2 separate regions of the Mus musculus genome follow, and region 2 is linked to region 1. The links are chromatin contacts, called in public Hi-C maps. All regions are on one chromosome and are shown on one strand. The core of a region is the stretch at or near the end of the contact, and the rest is flanking DNA. Distances in the headings are between cores, read along the strand shown. Region 1 has its middle 39 kb from the start of Il12rb2. Region 2 overlaps Il12rb2 (interleukin 12 receptor, beta 2).

What was found. A called contact is a pair of places that touch in the nucleus more often than the background predicts.
Region 2: a contact with region 1 is called in a Hi-C map of CD8 T cells, with 2.6 times the contacts expected there. The contact joins two enhancer-like sites. A contact is called at or near these places in 1 of 15 datasets of contacts at CTCF or cohesin (CD8 T cells), 5 of 484 Hi-C or Micro-C datasets (CD4 T cells, CD8 T cells and nephron progenitors) and 2 of 115 datasets of contacts at active chromatin or transcription factors (the 230-238 cell line and embryonic stem cells).

What each region holds. Positions count from the first base shown.
Region 1 is chr6:67,412,208-67,417,890 of GRCm38.p6, reverse strand. It overlaps the pseudogene Gm4761 and the pseudogene Gm44083. Among named protein-coding and RNA genes, the nearest start is that of Il12rb2, 39 kb to the right of the region's middle. Within about 2 kb of position 2,425, at least 35 of the 459 cell types and tissues checked have an H3K27ac peak or open chromatin away from gene starts, as enhancers often do. A contact at or near this core is called in CD8 T cells, where this site is marked.
Region 2 is chr6:67,315,688-67,321,370 of GRCm38.p6, reverse strand. It overlaps Il12rb2 (interleukin 12 receptor, beta 2), which reads left to right. Exons shown (of 16, transcript NM_008354.4): 9 at 4,964-5,180. Among named protein-coding and RNA genes, the nearest start is that of Serbp1, 52 kb to the right of the region's middle. Within about 2 kb of position 3,075, at least 16 of the 459 cell types and tissues checked have an H3K27ac peak or open chromatin away from gene starts, as enhancers often do. A contact at or near this core is called in CD8 T cells, where this site is marked.

The DNA.
Region 1 (5,683 bases), core at 1,176-3,675:
ATCTGAAATAGAATACTATGCCATGTTGGCTAAAACTGGTGTCCATCACTACAGTGGCAATAATATTAAATTAGGTATAGCATGTGGAAAATACCACAGAGTATGTACACTGGCTATCATTGACCCAGGTGATTCTGATATTATTAGAAGCATGCCAGAACAGACTGGTGAGAAGTAAACAAGAAAGTTTTCCTTTAATAAAACTTTGCCAGAGCTCCTTTTGAGAAAAAAAATGGAAGAAAGCAAAGGGGAATGTTCATGGGAAGGAGACTTTTTTTCTTTTCTCTTTTATTTTTTCATCAAATATATATACTCTGATGACTATTTTCCCTCCCTCTATTCATCCTCACTTTCCTCCTCCCCTGGAGTTGCCTCAACTCTGTCTCTTCTTAGAAAACATACAAGCACCTTGGGAAATAACACAATAATATTTAGTAAGACAAACATAGCAGAAAAGAAAAAAGCAAATAAACGGAAGGTAAAGACACCCTCATTCACATACTCAGGAACCCGATAAAACACAGAAGTGGAACTATAATATGCATGCAAAGGCCCTTTGAGTGGTCAAAGTCATACTTCTTTCCCCATTGATGGTGCTATCCACATCACCTCCCGTCTTTGCCTGAGTGCTCTATTTTCTGTACCTTTTGGGAACAAGTATGAACTATGACATCAATCCAATTTGCTCCTGAGTATATTATTAACTTCTTTTATTATTTTACTATATATTATTAACTGAGTCTCGCAGTTGTAAGTTGCTGTTTCTCAGTGGAAATACCCCCCCCCCAATTTGGTATGGTACAGGAGAAGCGAGAAAGGAGGGAAGTCGACCTCAAGATGCCACTAAGAAAGAGGAAGGGGAGAGATGCTGAAACATGATGGAGTACCATGCTCTGTACAATGCTATAGCTGTAAGGAAAATAAATTGTTTCCTGCCCTAATACATTCTTCTTTCTTACATAGGATCAAAAAATAGTCACAGATAGTACAGTGGAACTAATTCCTAAAGTAGTCGTGTGTGTGTGTGTGTGTGTGTGTGTGTGTGGTTTGGGTGTGCACTTTATTTAGAGTAGAATGTTTGTAACCAGGGTGGCTCTCAGGCAGCATGGGTTTCTGGGTTGCACTCCCAGCACACTCCCAGCTTCCTCTTTTCTTATATTTTCAATCATCCTTTTTTAAAATAGAGGGACTGCCCATGACTATGGAATAGCGCAGAGGTTTTGAAAGATGTACTTTAGTGGTTTATCCTCTTTATCAAACACAATCAGTTGCAAAATTCCAAAATGTAAAGGCGAGGAAAACAAACTTCCTTCTGAGAACACACTGGAGAGCACGTTTGGGCCTCCCTTTCCCCAACTCTTAGTTACATCTGCTTCTGACGCAGCATGGAGAAGCAGACTGGGCACCTCTCTTCCACTCTGTAGACTGAGCTTGGCCTAGAGAAGCCTGAACCGCCGGACTAAATAGAGGTTTTACCTAACGTCAAGTGGACCGGTCCAAAAGATTATCTAGAGTATACCCCCACGTTTCTCTGTGACATGATGACTGAGCAAAGCGGGGCTTCTCCCTCAGACAGCTGGCATGGGGCAGATTGGATGCAGAGAGGACCTCACTGCTCCCCAGTTACTCTGTGGTTAGTCTGGCTTTGTTCATGTTTGGGCTCTTTCTGAGATCAGTGAAAATAAAATATTGTATTTTGAACATAATTAGATTTTATAAACCCAGAGGTTATGAAGTCCTGCTGAGGCTTCTCTCTGTGTGAGGTAATTATGCCAGTTGCAGAGAAATGTGCTTTAAAGGCAACTGTTGCCCACTTGGCAGACACTATTGACTTAACATATAAGAGCTGATTAAAAATAAACCATCGCTCTCTCTGAGGAAAAAGCATGATGCTAATATAAAGTAATTAGACTCGGATTCATGACTAGATTGTACAACTTCTGTGAATACCACAGTTAGGGCAAAATTACAGAGAGCTACCAGAGGCTGGACAGAGGGATACTATGTATCTTTCTCACTGCCAAGGTTAACCATTAAATCCCAATTAATGTTTCACGTTAGGGCCCTTTTAGCCATTTTACTAATTTCATAGTCATCCTAGCTCAAGATAGTGACTCTCCACCTTGCATGTGTAGATTTCCCATCATGGCTCTGAAGAAACATTCCATTCACCCTTACGCTCAAAAATACAGGCTAGTGTCTGTTTCTGTGATTTGCCTTTAGTAAATGTTAGGAATGTGATCTTAAATGAGCCATTTTTGCTCTGAGCAGTAAGAAGATTCCTGATGAGCTGTATAACAGAAAAAGGAAAAGGTAAGCAAAACAACACAAAGCTAAGAAACCATAAGTACTGACTGTGACCATAAAGACAAATCTAAAATTAGCAGCTTTCTCTCAGAGCACAGGAAGGAAATCATGAGTAGTCCAACACCAGGGCCTGCGTGCGAGGTGTGGCAGTCGATGAGTCTTCTCTTTCACTTTTCACATCCTGCCTGAAGACATGTTTCTTCCAACTTTTTCATTTTCATTAGTATATATTAGCTGTACTTATACCCGATGGGTTGCAGCGCTGCCTTTTCATAGATGTATATAATGTAGTCTGATCAGATCCACCCCCTGTCATCATCTCTTATCCACCTGCCACTCCGGCTGCCTCTTTTCCTCATCCCTGCTGGTCCCCATCTACTTTCATGTCTTTTATCATGTAATAAGTTTCATTAGAGTTCCTCAAAGGAGCATGAGTATTTTGAATACAGGAGCATCAGCAACTTACCAATGGCTACCCTACTTAAGAAAATGCCTTCTGCCACCCGGATGTGTGCTGTTCTCGTGAGAGTTGTCCCTCTTTCTAAGCCAGGCACTCCGTGAGGACGAAGCCATGTTCACCTCGAGAGACAAGATTGTGAAGCTCAATGGCAAGACGCTGGATGAGTTCGACTCTGGAATCTCTCAGGCGCAGCTCGAGCTGGAGATGAACTCCGATCTCAAGGCGCAGCTGCAGGAACTCACCATCACCGCAGCCAAGGAAATTGAAGTTGGTGGTGGTCGGAAATCTATCGTAATTTTTGTACCAGTTCCTCCCCTTAAATCTTTCCAGAAAATCCAAGTCCGGCTAGTTCGTGAATTGGAGAAAATGTTCAGTGAGAAGCATGCAGTCTTCATTGCTCAGAGGAGGATTCTGCCCAAGCCAACCCGGAAAAGCCGTACGAAAAATAAGCAAAAGCGCCCCAGAAGCTGCAAACTGACAGCAGTGCACGACGCCATCCTTGAGGACTTAGTCTTTTCAAGTGAAAGTGTGGGTAAGAGGATCCGTGTGAAACCGGATGGCAACCAGCTCATAAAAGTTCACTTAGACAAAGTACAGCAGAGCAACATGGAACACAAGGTCGAAACTTTTTCTGGTGTGTACAAGAAGCTCGCAGGCAAGAATGTTAATTTTGAATTCCCAGAGTTTCAGTTGTTAAGAAAAAGACTGAATAAAGTGTCATTCATGGTAAAAATAATAATTAATAATAATAATAATAATAATAATAATAATAATAAATAAATGCCAACTTTCCCCAACGATCATGAATTTTACATATATATCTTCGGGGAGGGTGAGGCCTCATGAGCTCCCTCAACTCAATATCAAAATGGTCTGCCTAAGAACTTTACTATAAAAGGTAAAAAGGGAAGTATAGCAGTAAATTGTGAAGTAAAGGTTTTATTTTAGAGCTATACCGTTATCATAAAAAATGCACCTCAAGCAAGGTAAGTAGAGTCATGTGTTTGTGTGATTGAGTTGGGATCTCACTAGTTGGTACCCCAGCTAGCCTCAAGCTTCAAGGCTCAAGCAATCCCCCTGCTGCAGCCTATGGAGTAGTTATACCTGCAGGCATTGCCACTGTACTCAATAAACATACATTCCAAACATGCAATAGGAAGACAGGGGCATTAGAAGCCCACTGAGCTGAATGGAGTTCTGCCCTCCAAGGCCTTAATACTGTGGTTTCTAATACTCCTAAAGATTTGACGTCTTTTTCCAAGATAAGGTCATGTTGTCAGCAATAAAGGACAAAGACAACACCACACTGTCACCATCAGCACCCTGGGAAGTCCCAGACTTTTGGGGATCCTCACTTAGGACAAACCTGGATTTGTGGTTTCCACACAGAAAAGAATTTTAGGAGGTAGTGTCTGATGCCAGGACTCAGGTGAGATGCCATTTTCTCTCCTGTGACTCTAATCCAGGTCTACTCAGGAGCGCACAGGCCACAGAAGCGGCAGAGCAGCTGGGACAGGATCCTACAGGCCTCCCTTTGTACCCAGGAGGTGGGGCTGTTCAGCAGTTCTCTGTCCACTGGTCTCTCCAGGAGAGAGCTGGGCTCTCAGAAGTGCTGACACAGGCTTACAGATTCACAGGAGGAACAAGCTCCAGCCAGAGACAGCAAGAATATCTAACACCAGAGATTACCAGAGGGCAAAAGGCAAATGTAAGAATCTTACCAACAGAAACCAAGACTACTTGGCATCATCAGAACCCAGTACTACCACCACAGCGAGTCCTGGACACCCCAACACAGCGGAAAAGCAAGATTCTGATCTAAAATCACTTCTCATGATGCTGGTAGAGGAATTTAAGAAGGATGTTAATAACTACCTTTAGAAATACAGCAGAACACAGGTAAACAGATAGAAGCACTTAAAGAGGAAACACAAAAATCTCTTAAAGAACAACAGGAAAACACATCCAAACAGTTAAAGAAACGGAATGAAACCTTCCAGGAGCTAAAAATGGTAATAGAATCAATAAAGAAATCACAAAGAGAGACAACTCTGGAGATAGAAATCCTAAAAAAAAAAAAAAAAAAAAATCAGGAACCATACATGCGAGCATCAGGAACAGAATACAAGAGATGGAAGAGAGAATCTCAGGTGCAGAAGATTCCATAGAGAACATGGACACAACAATCAAAGAAAATGCAAAGTGCAAAAAGATCGTAACTCAAAACATCCAGGAAATCCAGGACACAATGAGAAGACCAATCAGAGTAGATGAGAATGAAGATTTTCAACTTAAAGAGTCAGCAAATATCTTCAACAAAATTATAGAAGAAAATTTCCCTAACCTAAAGAAAGAGATGCCCATGAACATACAAGAAGCCTACAGAACTCTAAATAGGCTGGACCAGAAAAGAAATTCCACCCATCACATAATAATCAAAACCCCAAATGCACAAAACAAAGAAAGAATATTAAAAGCAGTAAGAAAAAAAGGTTAAGTATCACATAAAGGCAGACCTATTAGAACTATTCCAGACTTCTCACCAGAGATTATGAAAGCCAGAAGATCCTGAACAGATGTCATACAGACCCTAAGAGAACACAAATACCAGCCCAGGCTACTATACCCAGAAAACTCTCAATTACCATAGAAGGAGAAACCAAAGAATTCCATGACAAAACCAAATTCACACAATATCTTTCCATGAATCCAGCCCTTCAGAGGATAATAACGGGGAAACACCAACACAAAGACGGAAACTACACCCAAGAAAGTAATCCTTCAACAAACCTAAAAGAACACAACCACAGGAATAGAATCCCAACTCTAACAACAAAAATAACAGGAAGAAACAATTCCTTTTCCTTAATATCTCTTAATATCAATGGACTCAATTCCCAAATAAAAAGACATAGA
Region 2 (5,683 bases), core at 1,826-4,325, 97 kb after region 1:
GTTTTTCCACTGAGATTTTTCTTATTATTTGCCTTATTTAATATTTCACTTCTATTCATTTTTGGTTGCTTTTTGCGAGCAAAAAGCAAGATGGTGACAAGCGAGATGCCTCAGGAGCAGGAGTGTGGCATTTGCCCTCATGAGCCAGCACTCAATGTGATCCTGTAGTACCAAAGAGAGAGAGTGCCAGAGTCAGCTGAGCTACTAGCCTTTGACCTAAGGAGCTGATGGGATCTCTGTGCAGTACTGTGGTAGTGGGGTGGTAGAGCATCAGGATCATTAGGAGTTCTGGCCTTTGATCTGACAAGCAAGTTGACTCTGTGGCAGTTGAGGATGAGGTACTAGTATTAGCAGGAGTGTCAGCCTCTGATTCTGAAAAGTGATCAGCAGCAGTGATCTCCATGTATCGCCTGGGACAGGGGGTGGGGGTGAAATTTTGGGTCAGCAGGAGCACTGGCCAGTGACCAGACAAGCAGATAGGTTCTCTATATGGCTGGGGTTTGGAGTTCTGGGTCACTAAGGGTGCTGGTTGCTGACCTCTTGCGCGCACCGGACTCGACCAGCAAGAACGACGCTGCAACAGGATCCTTCTGCACACGTTGATTGGGAGAGCTTGATTGCAGAGGCGAAAAGACTTCGAGCCCAGAACTGGTGCTGCTTTTATAGGCCTAGGAGAGGCGTGTCTCATACCCGGATTGGTTATGCACTAAGCCTCATTTGCATGTTCCTCATCTGATTGGTTATACTCTCAGTACCTTACAGAACCTCATTATCATGCCTGGGCCAGGCAGTGTCTTTGCAAAAAACTTTACTGCATATGTACACATTGGTTGTTTGTCCAATCTTATGTATGGTGGCCAGCAGTAGTCAGTGCCACTCAGCAACGGCACATGTGGCTTCCCACACTGACCTGAGGAATCAGGGTCTCAACTCATTCTGTGGCAGTTGAGGGATATGCCAGGGCTAGCAAGAGTTCTAGCCTCTGACCTAATGAGAAAGCAGGAGTCTCTATGTGACTCTGTTGCAGCTAAATAGTGGTGGACCTCGTGTGTTCTTAAGCAAGGTGTTTAGCCTCTCCGTACATACTTTCATTATGAGTTAACTTAAGATAATACTAATGTACAGGGCACGAGACTATCATGAAGATTCACAAGGTAATTAGAGAAAGTGAGAGCAGCCTTCCTGTGATGAGGCAAGCTTTGTTCAAACCCATGAGGATGTCAAGTGAGCTGATAGCCTGCAGGGGAGGAAGAACAGAGGCATGGAAGATCGTGGAGTGATGCTTAACATTTTAAATCAAAATTAGAATAGGACTGTGATGCACCTACAGTCCTGACTACTAAAAACGCTGATTCGGGGCAATCAGCGAGCCTAGGAACTCAAGGCTATCCTGGGCAACACAGTGAACCCTCATCTCAGTAAGGCAAACCAACAGCATGACTGCTTCCTATTTCTCCACTTTGTACTAGGGTTGCTGAATATAAGTTATGAATTCCAAAATGAAGGTACTCAAGTTTGTGCGGGGGTTTTGTTTTGGTTTTGTTGTTGCTGCTGTTGTTTCTATATTTATTTATTTGAGGTTGTGTGCATGTGCCATTCATAGTGTGGATGCCTGATGTCTCCTTCCACCATGTGGGTGTCAGAAATTGAACTCACATCATCAGGCATACTAGCAAATACCTCTTTAACCACTGAGGAATCCTGCCAACCCAATATTCAGTTTTCAACTCACAAATTCTATGTACTTTGTATATAGCCCTAACATCAGTAGAAATTTCAAAGAGGGCCAAAGGAGAGGCCAAGAGTTGATGTTATTATCCTTATTTTGAAAGTAGGGATATTCTGTCTCAGAGTGATGAAAAGGAACTCTGTGTAACAGGTGTTACACAGAGAAGTGAGAAAACCAAAGGTCCTCCTACTGAGCATGGAGGCTGGGGATACAGCTCAGTGTGAAGAGCCCATACTAGCACGCACAAGGCCTTACTCAATCCCCAGCGTCACACATGCACAAAACCAGCAACAATCCAAGCAAGAAGAACTGTGCCTAATGCGTCCAAACACCTGAGCTTTGGAAGGGGCTGCTCTTCTTTGACATTAGCCAAACTCTAACAGTTTTTCCCTTCTGACATTAGAGCCAGCACTCTGTCCACTGTGCCACACAGCCACCTAGTTTTCCTTCTTTGCCTCGTTTGCATCTAGGGGTCAAGCTTTACTTTAAAATAAATACAACAGGTTTTATCTAAGTCTTAATAATAAATAGTTTATCCATTCAGAGGTGCCTTCCTCTGGTAGATTTTTAACTAAAAAATTCAAATCAAGTGTGTCACATTCTGAGATATGTCAAATTTTGTTCTTCTTATGTTTAGGTGTTAAGACGGTCTCAGGTTTTGTTCCCTAAGTTTATTTTTGATTCTGAGAGCCTTTACCTTAGGATTAGCCAGGGTGTTCTTCATTTGCAGTGTTTCCATACAGTGAAGAGAGAAAACTGGAGAAGGAAATCAAAAGGATGGCACTGTCTTGTAGCATGCTCTTATCATGTATGGACATTGGCCTGAGGTCCACACTCAACCCTGTTAGACGAGATCCAGGTGTTAGCAACCCTACCAAGATTGAGGGCTGCACACTCCAGATAACGCTGCTCGCCGCTGCCCACCAGAGGGCGTTCTATGCTCTCATATGTCTTCTCCCTGGGTAGGGCTTGAGCTAATTACGCAGCAGCCTGGGCTCACTCCTCAGAATGGGAAATGAGAAGACCTAAACATGACAAGAAATGTAAAGCTCATGGTTAAAAAAAAAAAAAAAAAAAAAAAAACTGTTCTTTCTCTCCCTTATCACCGTCTCAGACGAGTGCCACTGGAGTGCAAATACATTTATCTACAGAGCCAATTGGCTCGGCAAGTCGTACATCTTCAGAGTTCATCTCCTATGATTCAGAGCCTTTTGGCTCTTGGGAAAAAGAAATCGTATTCTCACCCATTCCAAATTGCTAAACTCAGGCTCTTAGCTGACGCTGTGTGTAGGAATGGGTCATAACCTCTGGGCTGGAGAAGGTGCTTTGCAACTTTGGGCTGGAAAGGTGACGGGGAATTCTATCTGTAAATTGTGGTGGCCTGAACCTCACTGTCTCAGGCCTTAGGAGCAATACATCACAGCAGAGGGAGAAAAGAAAAAAAAAAAAAAAAAACACTACAGATGGAAGCAAGCGCTCGTTCCAGAAATGCATCCCCTCAGCTGTCTCTTACACCATCCTTCCTTGCCAGCCCTATAGGTTCAAAGACAAGTGTATCTAACACAGACTGTCTGATTTCCCCCACCAAGTCTTTCCTCAGGTTAACTGTTCACGAAACGCCCCCTTCCTGCCAGAGGGTGGTTTCCGCACCAGCGTTTGCTTCATCTATGTTCTCTTTCTCCTTTGATAAAGGCCAGGCTTATTAATATGGTGCTTGCTGGTGCGCACCTATAATCCCAGGAGGGCTAACACAAATTTGAGGTCAGCCTGGTTTATGTAGTGAGTTCTAAATCAGCTAGGGTTGCACAGTGAGATCCTGTTTAAAAAAAAAAGACAAACGCGTGCTCAGGCGCGCGTACACACATATACAACTGGGGAATATGATTAAAAACACGCACTTGCTTATACAATCTTCAAACAGGCAGTGAGATTGATTGTAATGGATACCTGAAAAGATGACTTCAGGACAATGCTCAATTGTCTCCAAGAGTTCCCCAGCAGCACTGTCTTCACCCAGTACTTGGAGACCAAAGAGTTTCCCCCAACAGACTTGCATCTTACATTAACTAAGCTCCCAGAAACAGCAATGTACAAAGCTGAGCGCTCATTAATTTACAGTAAGAATGCAGCCACTAGGCCAGCGGAAGTCCTGACTCAGCACACCAGAACAGTCTTCCTCCTGTGCTAAATGTCTCCAAATCCAAATTACAATCAGAAAGCTGGTTTGTTCACTTAAAGTGAAAGAACTGACGTGTGCCATATGTTCGTGTCAGCTCAAACTCTTTGGGCAGAGAAACTGCATTATTCGGCCTCCTAGTAAGTGAGAAACCAGAGCAAGGGCATTGGCTGGACCTTGGACAGAGTCTCCTGCCGTGAACGGATAGCTGTGCCCAGAAAACTATGTCACTTAAAACCTGTAAGCCCTGCCTTCTTTCTGCAGTAGGTAGCCATGGGCACTGCCAGGGTTAGACCTGACAACTCTTCCTAGTCTGTGCTTTCATTTGCCATGACCATTGGACAAAACACTGTACAGACTGGAGAGTAATATCAGTTAGTTTCTGCTTACTTTGTAGGTTTGTTCCCAAATGATCTCAATCAAAATTTTGCAGTTTGGAACTAGGTTTCCCAGCACAGATGGCTAATTCAAGTTCCTAAGCATCAATTTTACTCGTTTAGCTCCTGGAAGTCTTGGGATGGTTGTTTCAAGCAGCATTGCATTTTCTATACGTAGAAAAGCACCCTCTCCCCCACCCGCCCGCCCACCCATGCCCATGCTTTCTGTGTTTGTTTTTCTCTGTGTGTCTCTCTGTGTGTCTCTGTGAATCTCTCTCTCTCTGTTGTTTTACAAATTTTAAAACAGAAACCCGGAAGAAGTGAATGTTTGCCTCAAGAACTGAGAGATGATAAAGTCACAGCTCAGAGCCAGCCCTCTACATTCAGATCCCACGCTTTTCCTATTAGTTGTGTTTACCATTAGTAAACTTTGTGAAGAAAGGAAAGTCAATGTGTTTTTGAAGAATTATCTTTTTAAAATGTTCACTGGTTTAACTTTATTTACTAAAAAGAAAGTGTGAAGATGTGAATCACTGAATGAAAGTGTACAGTGGAGATTGGAAGATATAAATAAAAAAGTCATACAGTAGAGTCACCTGCAGCAGGGCCGGGCAGTCCAGCCTCCGAGAGCAACCATGCTCTTGTCTGAGAGTAAGGATGTGTGTATATGTCTTGTTACAGAGTCTGAATCCATCAGAGGCAAGGGGGAAGATCCTCCACTATCAGGTGACGTTACAAGAGGTGACAAAGAAAACAACACTGCAGAATACTACAAGACACACCTCCTGGACCAGGGTCATCCCCCGAACTGGGGCTTGGACGGCATCAGTGTCTGCAGCCAACTCAAAAGGCGCTTCTGCACCCACTCACATTAACATAGTGGACCTATGTGGCACTGGTAGGTACACACTGACCTTAGCATTACCTGTGGGAAACTGTCTCTTTCACCTTTTGCTTCCTGCAGGTGAAGGCCAGAGCCTGGTATGAGTAGCCAAGAGTTTAGACTTTGGAGTCCACAGCTGTCTTTTCCTGTTATCCTGGGATGACCTTGAACAAGTGAATTAAGCCCTCTGAGCTTCAATTTCTTCATAAGATTGTCTTGAAGATCTCTGAGGGATTATAGTCTTATATAACTATTAGTAAAGAAAGTTACATTAAGGGCTGGAGAGATGGATCAGCAGGTAAGAGCACTGACTGCTCTTCCGAAGGTCCTGAGTTCAAATCCCAGCAACCACATGGTGGCTCACAACCACTCACAATAAGATCTGATGCCCTCCTCCGGTGTGTCTAAAGACAGCTACAGTGTACTTACATATAATAATAAATAAATCTTTAAAAAAAGTTACATTAAATTAGAGTAATATTTTCCAGCTAGACTAACTTTTACATATTCAATAACAT